Regions from separate parts of the Mus musculus genome. Here region 2 is linked to region 1. The links are chromatin contacts, called in public HiChIP or PLAC-seq maps. All regions are on one chromosome and are shown on one strand. The core of a region is the stretch at or near the end of the contact, and the rest is flanking DNA. Distances in the headings are between cores, read along the strand shown. Region 1 has its middle 29 kb from the start of Gm32663. Region 2 has its middle 57 kb from the start of Mdm1.

What was found. HiChIP or PLAC-seq counts read pairs in DNA pulled down with a chosen protein or histone mark.
Region 2: a CTCF HiChIP or PLAC-seq map of CD8 T cells shows a contact between it and region 1, with 5 read pairs. The contact joins two enhancer-like sites. A contact is called at or near these places in 1 of 15 datasets of contacts at CTCF or cohesin (CD8 T cells), 2 of 484 Hi-C or Micro-C datasets (CD8 T cells and bone marrow-derived macrophages) and 4 of 115 datasets of contacts at active chromatin or transcription factors (CD8 T cells, the HPC-7 cell line, bone marrow-derived dendritic cells and 1 more).

Annotation. Positions count from the first base shown.
Region 1 is chr10:117,981,885-117,986,944 of GRCm38.p6, reverse strand. No RefSeq gene overlaps it. Among named protein-coding and RNA genes, the nearest start is that of Gm32663, 29 kb to the left of the region's middle. Within about 2 kb of position 3,459, at least 92 of the 459 cell types and tissues checked have an H3K27ac peak or open chromatin away from gene starts, as enhancers often do. A contact at or near this core is called in CD8 T cells, the HPC-7 cell line and bone marrow-derived macrophages, where this site is marked.
Region 2 is chr10:118,082,395-118,087,131 of GRCm38.p6, reverse strand. No RefSeq gene overlaps it. Among named protein-coding and RNA genes, the nearest start is that of Mdm1, 57 kb to the left of the region's middle. Within about 2 kb of position 3,286, at least 112 of the 459 cell types and tissues checked have an H3K27ac peak or open chromatin away from gene starts, as enhancers often do. A contact at or near this core is called in CD8 T cells, the HPC-7 cell line and bone marrow-derived macrophages, where this site is marked.

The DNA.
Region 1 (5,060 bases), core at 2,210-4,709:
GAGAGAAACTGAGAGAGAGAGAGAGAGAGAGAGAGAGAGAGAGAGAGAGAGCAAGCAAAGCATATGGAAACTCATTCTGTAACAAATCCAAACATTTATATTCCTATATCCAGCCCCTACTTCCCCAGCTCCATAGCTCTCAGTCTGAGGCAGAAATACCACAATTGTAGGATCATTTAATCTATTGAGTCTTCCTTTCCCCCAAGGTCCCTTAGAGCCTTGGAGCTGCTTACCATATGACCCACAGACAGCAACAGCAGCAGTAGTAGTACTGTGTGTAATCAGAAACACAAGCCCTTACGCCCTGCACTCCCCCCAGTCACCAGCTGCATTTGAACAAGAGTCCTGAAAGGTGTTGTAAGGCTGAGATAACAACCCACTCTTAGACTGTCCGTTGCTATTAGTCTAGTAAATTCTGTAGCACCTCAGAAACCACAGCTGGCTATGAAGGACTCGTGTTGGAGGTCTTTCTATGTGGTGTGCATGTTTGTGTACATGCAGGTGGGGAAGGGTGCATGTGCACATATGTGCATGTGCGTGTAGATGACAGGGGACAGCTTCAATGTCAGTCACCGTCTCCTCCTGTTTGGGTTGGGTTGGGTTGGGTTGGGTTGGTTGGGTTGGGTTGGGTTTGGTTGGGTTGGGTTGGGTTGGGTTAGTTTGGGTTGGGTTGGTTTGGGTTGGGTTGGGTTGGTTTGGGTTGGTTTGGTTTGGTTTGGGTTGGGTTGGGTTGGGTTGGGTTGGGTTGGGTTGGGTTGGGTTGGTTTGGTTTGGGTTGGGTTGGGTTGGGTTGGGTTGGGTTGGGTTGGGTTGGGTTGGGTTGGGTTGGTTTGGGTTGGGTTGGGTTGGTTTGGGTTGGGTTGGGTTGGGTTGGGTTGGGTTGGTTGTGGAGAGGCATGGCACACAGACCATGGCACTCATGTGCCATCACAGGACAACATTCAGGAGTCAGTTGTTGCTTTCTACCATGTGAGCTCTGGGGCTCAAGCTCAGGACATCAGACTTGGGGACAAGTATCTTTGCCTACTAAGCAAACGCAGGCTTCCGCAGCCAAGTTCATCTGTTTGTTTGTTTTTAACAGAATCTCTAAGAATTTCCTCACGCTTGCAAGCACTTAGCTGGTGGCACCATCTCCTCGGCTTCATGGAGGATGCTTTCTGGGTGCTGCTGAGAAAGATGTGACATTATTTGGGCCTTCACCACATGGCAGGCATGTAATTCCCAGGATAGCAGGTGCACTGCTAATAAAAGGCAGATCGAGTTGGAAGCCAGCTAGCTTCTGGGTCCCCATTTCCCATCAGTGGAATTCGAAGCCAGAAGCAACCTCCCAGCAGGGGTCCCATTGACATCTGGGACCAGGCTATTTTGTGAGGCCAGTCTATGTCCTACATGGTGGCAGGGGTTCCTGTCCATCACCCACTACAGATGTCCATTAGCATAACAATCTGGGGACCCCTTCTCTACTCCCTGATACCTGTGAGGTTTTACTGACCACATCAAGAGCCATTGTTTCATATCGTATGGCATTCAGTCATTCTGAGAAACCCGTTTTCTCGGTTTGTTTCTTTCTTCCAGTGTTGAAAATACTTAACAAAACCCTCTAAGCTTACATTATGTTTCATTTCAACAGAAGGCTATAACTATTTAGGGCATGCTCTGTGGAGACGAGAAGACGAGGCTCCTGCCTTCTAGCGGAGGACCATCTGGTTAAGGAAGTAGGAGTTGGTATGCGCAGTAGTGAGGAAGCAATTCAAAGCACTCTATAGTAAAATCTAGAACGACCCCAGAGTCCTAGATCCGTACTATGGCTTTGTGCCACCTACTGAGATGACTGCAGTTCTCCAAGTTCCCGCCCCTCCCTCTGTAAAGAAAATAAAGTATTATTCAACAGTGACCATTCATCACAGGCTGGTGACTAAAACATGATGTGTGTTCCCTAAATATCAGCCATCCCCGCTGATCCGCTTCCTCTCCATCAGGGAGGAAAGTGGATTTCAATGAGATGGGAGATGTGCATTGTGGGGGAGACGGGATACTGGGCAGCCAGCACACCGTGAGTAAGAAAGAGCCTGGTGTCAGGAGGGAGCTTAAGCTGGGGAGGAAACTACAAAGGAGACACACCCCAGACTGAGGAGAGAGTCCAGGCCGAATTGGTTATGAGAGGGAGTCCAAGAAAGTGAAAATGAGTTTGTATTTAGTATGTGGACTCAAAATCTCCTGAAGGTTTTTATATTTTTTATTCTGTATCAAGACTTTCAAATACAGAAGAATTTCGAGTCTATAGGCTAGAGTGAAGCTTCCAGACTCTTCCCACAGCAGCCTCCAAATAGGGATCTGTCTAATACTGATGTCTTTGTGTGTTTGTTTTTGTGTGGTAGATAGATAGATAGATAGGTAGATAGATAGATAGATAGATAGATAGATAGATAGATAGATAGATAGATAGATAGATGTAGGTGTAGATGTAAGTGTGGATGTGGTGTAAGTGTGTTCGGGTATACATGTGTGCATGTGTGTGTTGAGGCCAGGGGTCAGTGTTAAATGACTCCCTCAATTGTCTCTATTTCTGAGGTAGGCTCTCCACTGAACCTGAAGTGCCTCAATTCAGCTAATCTGGGCGACTAATGTGACCCAGGGATCCCCCTGTGTCCATCCCCAGTGCTGGGCTTACCACACTGGGGTTCTGTATGTGTGGGCCAGAGAGTCAAATTCACAGAGGAACTCGGAGACTTGTTTCATCCCCTCTGTCCCATGTCACTGGTGTCTTTAAGAAGTCAAAAAAACAAAAAACAAAAAAAGCAAACAAACCAAAAAAAAAAAAACAAAAACAAAACCAGACACTGCAGTCATCTTATTTTTTTAAGATTTATTTTTATTTTCACCCCCATTTAAATGTGTGAATGTGTGTGTGTGTGTGTGTGTGTGTGTGTGTGTGTAAATTGTGTGAAAGTGTGAATGTCTGTGAGAAGGTGAGAGTGTGTTGTGTGTGTGTTTGAATGTGTGTGAGATTGTGTTGTGTGTGAGAGTGAATGTATGTGTGTGTGAGTGTGTGAATGTGAGTGTGCACGTGAATGTGTTTTGTGTGTTGTGAGAATGTGTGTGTATGTGTGAAAGTGTGTGTTTGAATGTGTGTAAGAGTGTGTGTGAATGTGTGTATGTGTGAGTATATGTGAGTGTGTGTGTGAGTATGTGTGTGAATGTGTGTACGTGTGAGTGTATGTGAGTGTGTGTGTGAATACATGTGTGTAAATGTGAATGTGTATGTGAGTGTGTGTGAGTGTGTACTGTAAGCGTGTGTGTGTGTGTGTGTGTGTGTGTGTGTGTTTGTGTGTGTGTGTGTGTGAGCATGCGTTCATGCAATGTGTGCAGGTGTCCTTGGAGACCAGAAGCATAGCAGATACCCTGGAGCTGGAGTTACAGGAAGTTGAAAGCTGACTGACAAGGGCTCTGGGAAGCCAACTTGGGTCCTCTGAAGAGGAGGAAATACTCTTGACCAAGAAGCCGCCTCTTTACTCCCGTCCCACCCTTTCAGCGGAAATGTTTTGGTTTGGTTTGGTTTGGTTTAAACTCGAACGCTATCTAATTTAGTGTCAATTTTAGTAAATGTGCAGATTTGAGTTAAGTCACATAAACTGATAAATAAACCCGGATATAGGGAGATGTTTGGTCCTCTATTTTATGAAGTGCAGGATTTCATCATCGAAGGAACCAAAAGCCCCTTAAACACCGTCCCAGAGACCCCTGCTCACGATTGTGCTAAAGCTGCTCTCCACAGAGTTCCTGCTTCTGCTGCTCATTAGGAAAAGTACTTCAACACCCAGCAGAAAAGAATAATTAGCAAATCAATTAATTAAGGGCCTAGCAACACTCTTCCTGCCAGCCTCAGCCACAGCTTCCTTGTAAATAAGCTCTTTTGCCTACATTAAAGTCATTAGCTCTCCATATGTAAATAGTAAAGCCCTTGGATTTCAACGGACTGCCTATCAGGGAACAGATTTCAGTCCACCTCGATGTAGTCAGGATACTGCAGACAAAGAGCCATGCTGTCTTAACCAAGAACACAGCTATACATAGCTTCTGGGTCCATTCATTTCCCAGATTCACCTTTCCTCCTTGGGACATTAGCCAAACATCTATTTTAGTTATAACACAGACACAAGGAAACGCTATAGTAATTAAAGAAACCACCCATTTCCTTCCCCTGACGTTCCAGGAAGCCACGTTATTTCTGCAGACCAATCTCTATTTGCTGACAATTCGCCTGAGCTTGAACAGCCAAATAAAATGTCCTAGAAACTGTCCTTGCAGCGACAGCCAAGAACACATCTGAGTCTCGGCTCCTTCCACAGGAAAATGCACACCAACAAAATATGTGCTTGTGTGTATTTAAGACACGAGTGTCTAGGGTCTCATTAGGTTCTGAGAGATTTAAAGTCCTACCACCCTGTAAAAACAAGCGTTTGAAGGAACTGGCCCTAAAGTTAGCTGGGTCCTTTGCCAAATTCACCTCATATTTTTATTCCTGTGGTTATCCTCTTTTTAAATTACTGCTGTTTATTTTTGTGCCTCTTGCCATCGTCTCCATCGCCACTCTCTTTACAGTGAGTTTTAAAACAAACAAATCGTTTATATTCATATACACCTGCTGGCCATTTTAGCTTTTCAGCGCCTGTCCCCCAACACACACGCTGTCGTGTCTTGGAGTTTTGTTCCTTTCTCCTTTTTTGTTCTTTTTCTCTTCTTTTGTCATTTCTCTTCTCCACTCTAAAGAAGAATAAACTATCGGAAGCCAGCCTAACAGAAATGAAGAGGGTCTAAAGCAGTGGTTCTCAACCTGTAGGTCACGAGCCCTTTAGTGGTCAAATAACCTTTTCACAAGGGTCGCCTAAGACCATCAGAAAAAAATCAGATACTTACATTATGATTCATCACAGTAGCAAAATTGCAGTTATGAAGTAGCAACAAAAATAATTTTATTCCTCACCACAACATGAGAAATTGTATTCAAGGGCGGGAGCATTGGGAAGGTTGAGAACCACTGGTCTAAAGAGACGTTTGTG
Region 2 (4,737 bases), core at 2,037-4,536, 100 kb before region 1:
GACTCCCTGTGTAGACCAAGTTGGCTTTGAAATCAGGGACCTGCCTGCCTCTGCCTCCAGATCGCTGAAAGGAAGGCCCACCCCAGACTCAGCCATTATAAACAAAACATGTATGCCACTAAATCAGTATCACCATCAGTGGCCAATTGTAACACAGCCCTCTGGCAAAGTTGATGAACACAACCAGGGATGGGGGGACAGGATAGACAATCAGCACACAGGACTCAGACCGTTGAAGCTATCTCTTTTAATCTCTGCTAAATGGTTCAGCTAGGTATGCTGCAAGTTGCAAAAACATCCATGATCCAGGTATGCTTCAGACTGCAAGCCACAAAAACATCCAATGGGTTGTGGCATAAAAGGTAAGAAGTTCGAGTCTTTTCTTGTATTACAAACCACGCCAGAAACTTACGGCTAGTAATGTTTATTTTGTTCATGAATCTGTTATTTCGAAAGGGCCTAGACCAGTGGTTCTCACCCTTCCCAACGCTGTAACCCTTCAGTGCAGTTCCTCATGTTGTGGTGACCCCCCACCATAAAATTATTTTCATTGCTACTTCATAACTAATTTTGCTACCTTTATGAATCACAGAAATACCTAGCGGTCAAGCCCCCAAAGGGGGTCATGACTCACAGGTTGAGAATCACTGACTTAGCTGACAGCTTTTCTGTTCCTCTTCGCATCCCTGAAGGTACCTTGAAGACTGGGGGTTGGCATCTTGTGCAGGCTGGCACACTTCAGCTTGGCAGTGCTCACCGGGAAGCCTCAGAGAGCTGGATACTGGGATTTTCTGTCAGTGCTTTCTCTCTGGTAGCTGGGGTTTCTCTGTCACGGCTTCTCTAACTCTCAGCTTCCGTGTAGTATAATTTTAGCACATCAGCTATAGGATCCCAGGACACAGGTCAAAGTAAATAATGAGGTAGAAACTGTATCTCCCTGTGAGGTGCAGGGCTGGGATTCATTCATTGTCTCTTCTCCTGGGTTCTGTTTGCTAGAAGAAAGTCATGGGAGCTGGTCTGGATTCTAGACAGGAGACTTGAGCTGTAATTTTTCATGGGTGAGGACCAAATAATTTGTGGCAGTACAACGAAGCTACAGGGTAGATTTGCTTCCCATGCAAGACACAAAGGGGGAAGTGGTCCTGTGGCGTGTAGGACTCCATGATACAGGGAGGGCAGTCTTCTATAATTATCTGTTGTTTGGTTTGGGGAGGTGGGGTTGCTTTGTTTTATTTTAAGAAAAATGTCTCCTTATGTAGCCCAGCTGGACCTGGAACTTGAGATCCTCCTGCCTCAGTCTTTTCAGTACTGGGGTTTCAGGCATAAGCTATCACGTGGTTTGCACTACCAATTTTAGACTTTATTGTCTCAAAGTTGCAGAATGAGCACAGTAGCTGCAGATGTCCTAGCTATGTCTGAGACTAAAAGGGCTGAGGGGGCAGTGCCAACTGCTTCCTGCCTCTTCTATCAGGAAATAAAAAGGCCCCCTAAGCCCTCCACAGCAGAACCTGGCATTTGCCCATTGGGCAAAAAGCTGTTGCAAAGTTACTCTCTGCTTCAGGAGAGACGGGAACCCGGAGTGCTCAGCTTCCCCATTTGGTATCGCGAAGGTCAGCAAACAGCTAGGGCACGTACTTCCACCTCCCCAAAGTCCCACATGCTCCACACCCTGGTCCATCAGACCCACACACTCCGGGGTTAAGTGGAACCTCAAAACGTAGCTTCTCTTGCTCAGCCCAGGTCAAAGAGATGACCCAATATGGTCCGCAGATGAGAATGGGCACACGTTGAGGAGGAGACTGTCTTCGGCCCGTGTCTTTGCAAGAGCTGCATTTGGAACGGGATGACCCCTTCGCATAGTTTAAACAGAAAGCAGAATTGGCTTGCCACATACTTATGCCCACAAGACAGGGAGGGCCTGAAGCCAGACCACTGACTTCAGAGGAAATAGTTAAAGCAGGTCACCCTGGGTTCAGTAAGACGGGGGTGACATGGAGGGGGTTACCCTCTAAACCTCACCCAGGAGAAAGATGGGAACTGGTAAGCCTGTCCCTTTAAGATGAAAGAGTTGTAACTGGGGGGGAGGGGATTAAATGAATGATTCCCAGCGACACAGCTCATCATAAACAACCAAGCAAACATCAAGGCCCTTGCAATTATTCCCAGTGTTGGTTTAGTCTGGGACAGAAAGTTACACAGGGCCGGGCAGTGATGGCTTCATGCCTTTCATTCCAGCACTTAGGAGGCAGAGGCAGACGGAGTTCTGAGTTCGAGGCTAGCCTGGTCTACAGAGTGAGTTCCAGGACAGCCAAGGCTACACAGAGAAACCCTGTCTTGAAAAAAACAAAAAAACAAAAACAAAAAAAGAAAAAATGAGAAAGAAAGTTACACAGGTCTTTATTCTAAACAATGGATTATTTGATCTAATGCAAAATAGACTCTATTAACAACGTCATAAAGTGTATATGTGGAAGTTACCATCTTTATTATTATTATTATTATTATCATTATTTATAAGCCAATATTCTGCTTTCAATGTTTTCTTTCATCTGAGAATTTTAATGAAGAAGCAGAGAAAAGGCTTATGGAGAACACGACCCCTCACTTCTCATTTATAATTCAAAAGCGTAATCAGTCCGTGGGGACTTCTGATCTTCAACAGACCATAACAAAAATAATACATTTGAACTTTTTAAATTAAAAAATACTAATTCAGGGACCCACCTGAAGACACTTCAGTTATTCCCAAGTCACCTAGCAATATTCCACAGCACAGAAACGATCACAGATTTATCTGTGGCTCTGAAAAACGGCTTCCAGACGAGAAGAGGCAGCGGTCGGCTCGTAGGGTGCTTTATCCGAACCGCTAACACGGCTTGCAAACTTAAAGTACTTCTTGTACATGGAAGTATCTTTGAGATAGAAAACACTCCACATTCACTTTCAACAAGAGACTCCCACTGGGCTCCGAATGGAAGGATGGGTGACAAGACAGAGAGCTGCCATCAAACACCAGGTTGTTTTCCCTCTACCCAGGCTAACACCAAGGGTTGTCCATACGAGGAGAACATGTCTGAGAGAACAAGGAAGCTGATGTTAATCTGGTAAGTTAGCTGGTCATCCCTCAGCACTCCCATCTTTCTGTCACCGGCTTTGCCAGAGGTAAAATGTAATGTCAGAATGATTCTCTTTGCTGTATCATGTTCAACTTCCATAATGCTAACAGGGTGAGATGCGGTGAGCACACACTGAGTTTCCATCAGTGAGCACTTGCCAAGGGGCCCGTCGCCAGCTCTCATGCTGCTGTCAGATGTACAGGTGCAGCCTTAGGAGCGAGCTGTCTGGGTTTTTTTGGTTGGTTCGTTCGTTTTTTCTGTTGTTTTGGGGTTTTTTTTTTTGGTTGGTTGGTTGGTTCGTTCGTTTTTTCGAGACAGGGTTTCTCTGTATAGCCCTGGCTGTCCTGGAACTCACTTTGTAGACCAGGCTGGCCTCGAACTCAGAAATCCGCCTGCCCCTGCCTCCCAAGTGCTGGAATTAAAAGCGTGCGTCACCACCGCCCGACATTAGCGAGCTGTCTGAATTCACACCCCAGCCCATCCCCTACTGCAGAAAGATCCAACGGGTTCCTCAGCTCCCTCAGCCCTACCTGCCTCTTCTACAGTAGCTAAGCAATCACCTCCACCACCACCATCATAACAGGGTCACTCAAACTTTTTTCCCACAGGTAAAGTAGTTAATGCTTTGGTATCTGGACCTCAGAAGACACACATTTAGCTCAACATGGAATTCCTTAAGCCCAGAGTTGAGTATCAAGCTGTAGCCAAACAGAGCCATGTTAAAGAGGAAACTGTTCTACCAGGGTCACAGGGAGGGGCACACTGTACACAGGGACAGGATGTGGTTTTCTGTTATGAGGCATGAAGTTCACGATGGGGAGAGGTCATCCGAGGCTTCTGAAGAAGGTGGGGACTGGGTCATGGGAGGCCCAGTAGGTCATGGTGATGCAACTAGTTTCTGTAAGTCAAATTTCATAAACCAGGTCTATAAAGTACTTTATAGTTGTATGTCATGAGGTGTTCCTTGATGGACCTCAAAATAGCAGCTTCCTTCTGGGTTGGGTTTAGAAATATCTTAAATCTCATCCTTTCTTAATGCTCTGTGTGTGCGTGTTTATATTCTGTAGGCTCTGTGAATCTCTGCATATAGAGTCTTGTGCGTGTTGGCTCAGCCTGAGAGACTTAGAGTCGACTGTAGAGCATCATTGGGATTGACTGGGAGTCTGGAGGAGAGTTGGCTAGGTCTTCGTCCAAATTGCAAGCTGGACAGTTTGGCTTAGGAGACTCTCTCACTCCAGCCACAGAGATGGCTTTTTAACGAGGATGCTGAAGAGCAGAGGTGAGATGCTAGTGGTCCAGCAGAGAGGAGACAGAGTAGACTCAAAAGGAGAGGTCACGGGGTGTCACTGATAACAAGCAAAGCGAAGGAGGCGATCCTCTAGCATGGCACCTTGCGTTCTTGCATGGGCCAAAACGGTAAGAAGGTAACTCATTCCAAAGGTAAAACGAATCCAGTAAAACATGACTCAGTGGAAAGATGAAAGACTTCATTCACAACATGATGACACAGCATCCTTGGGACTCCCGAGAGAAATAAGAGATAGAAATTAAGTCCAGAAAGGACTCTTCAGCCCCAGTCTAAATCAGTCACATGACAAGTAATTTTCAGCTCTTTTGCCCC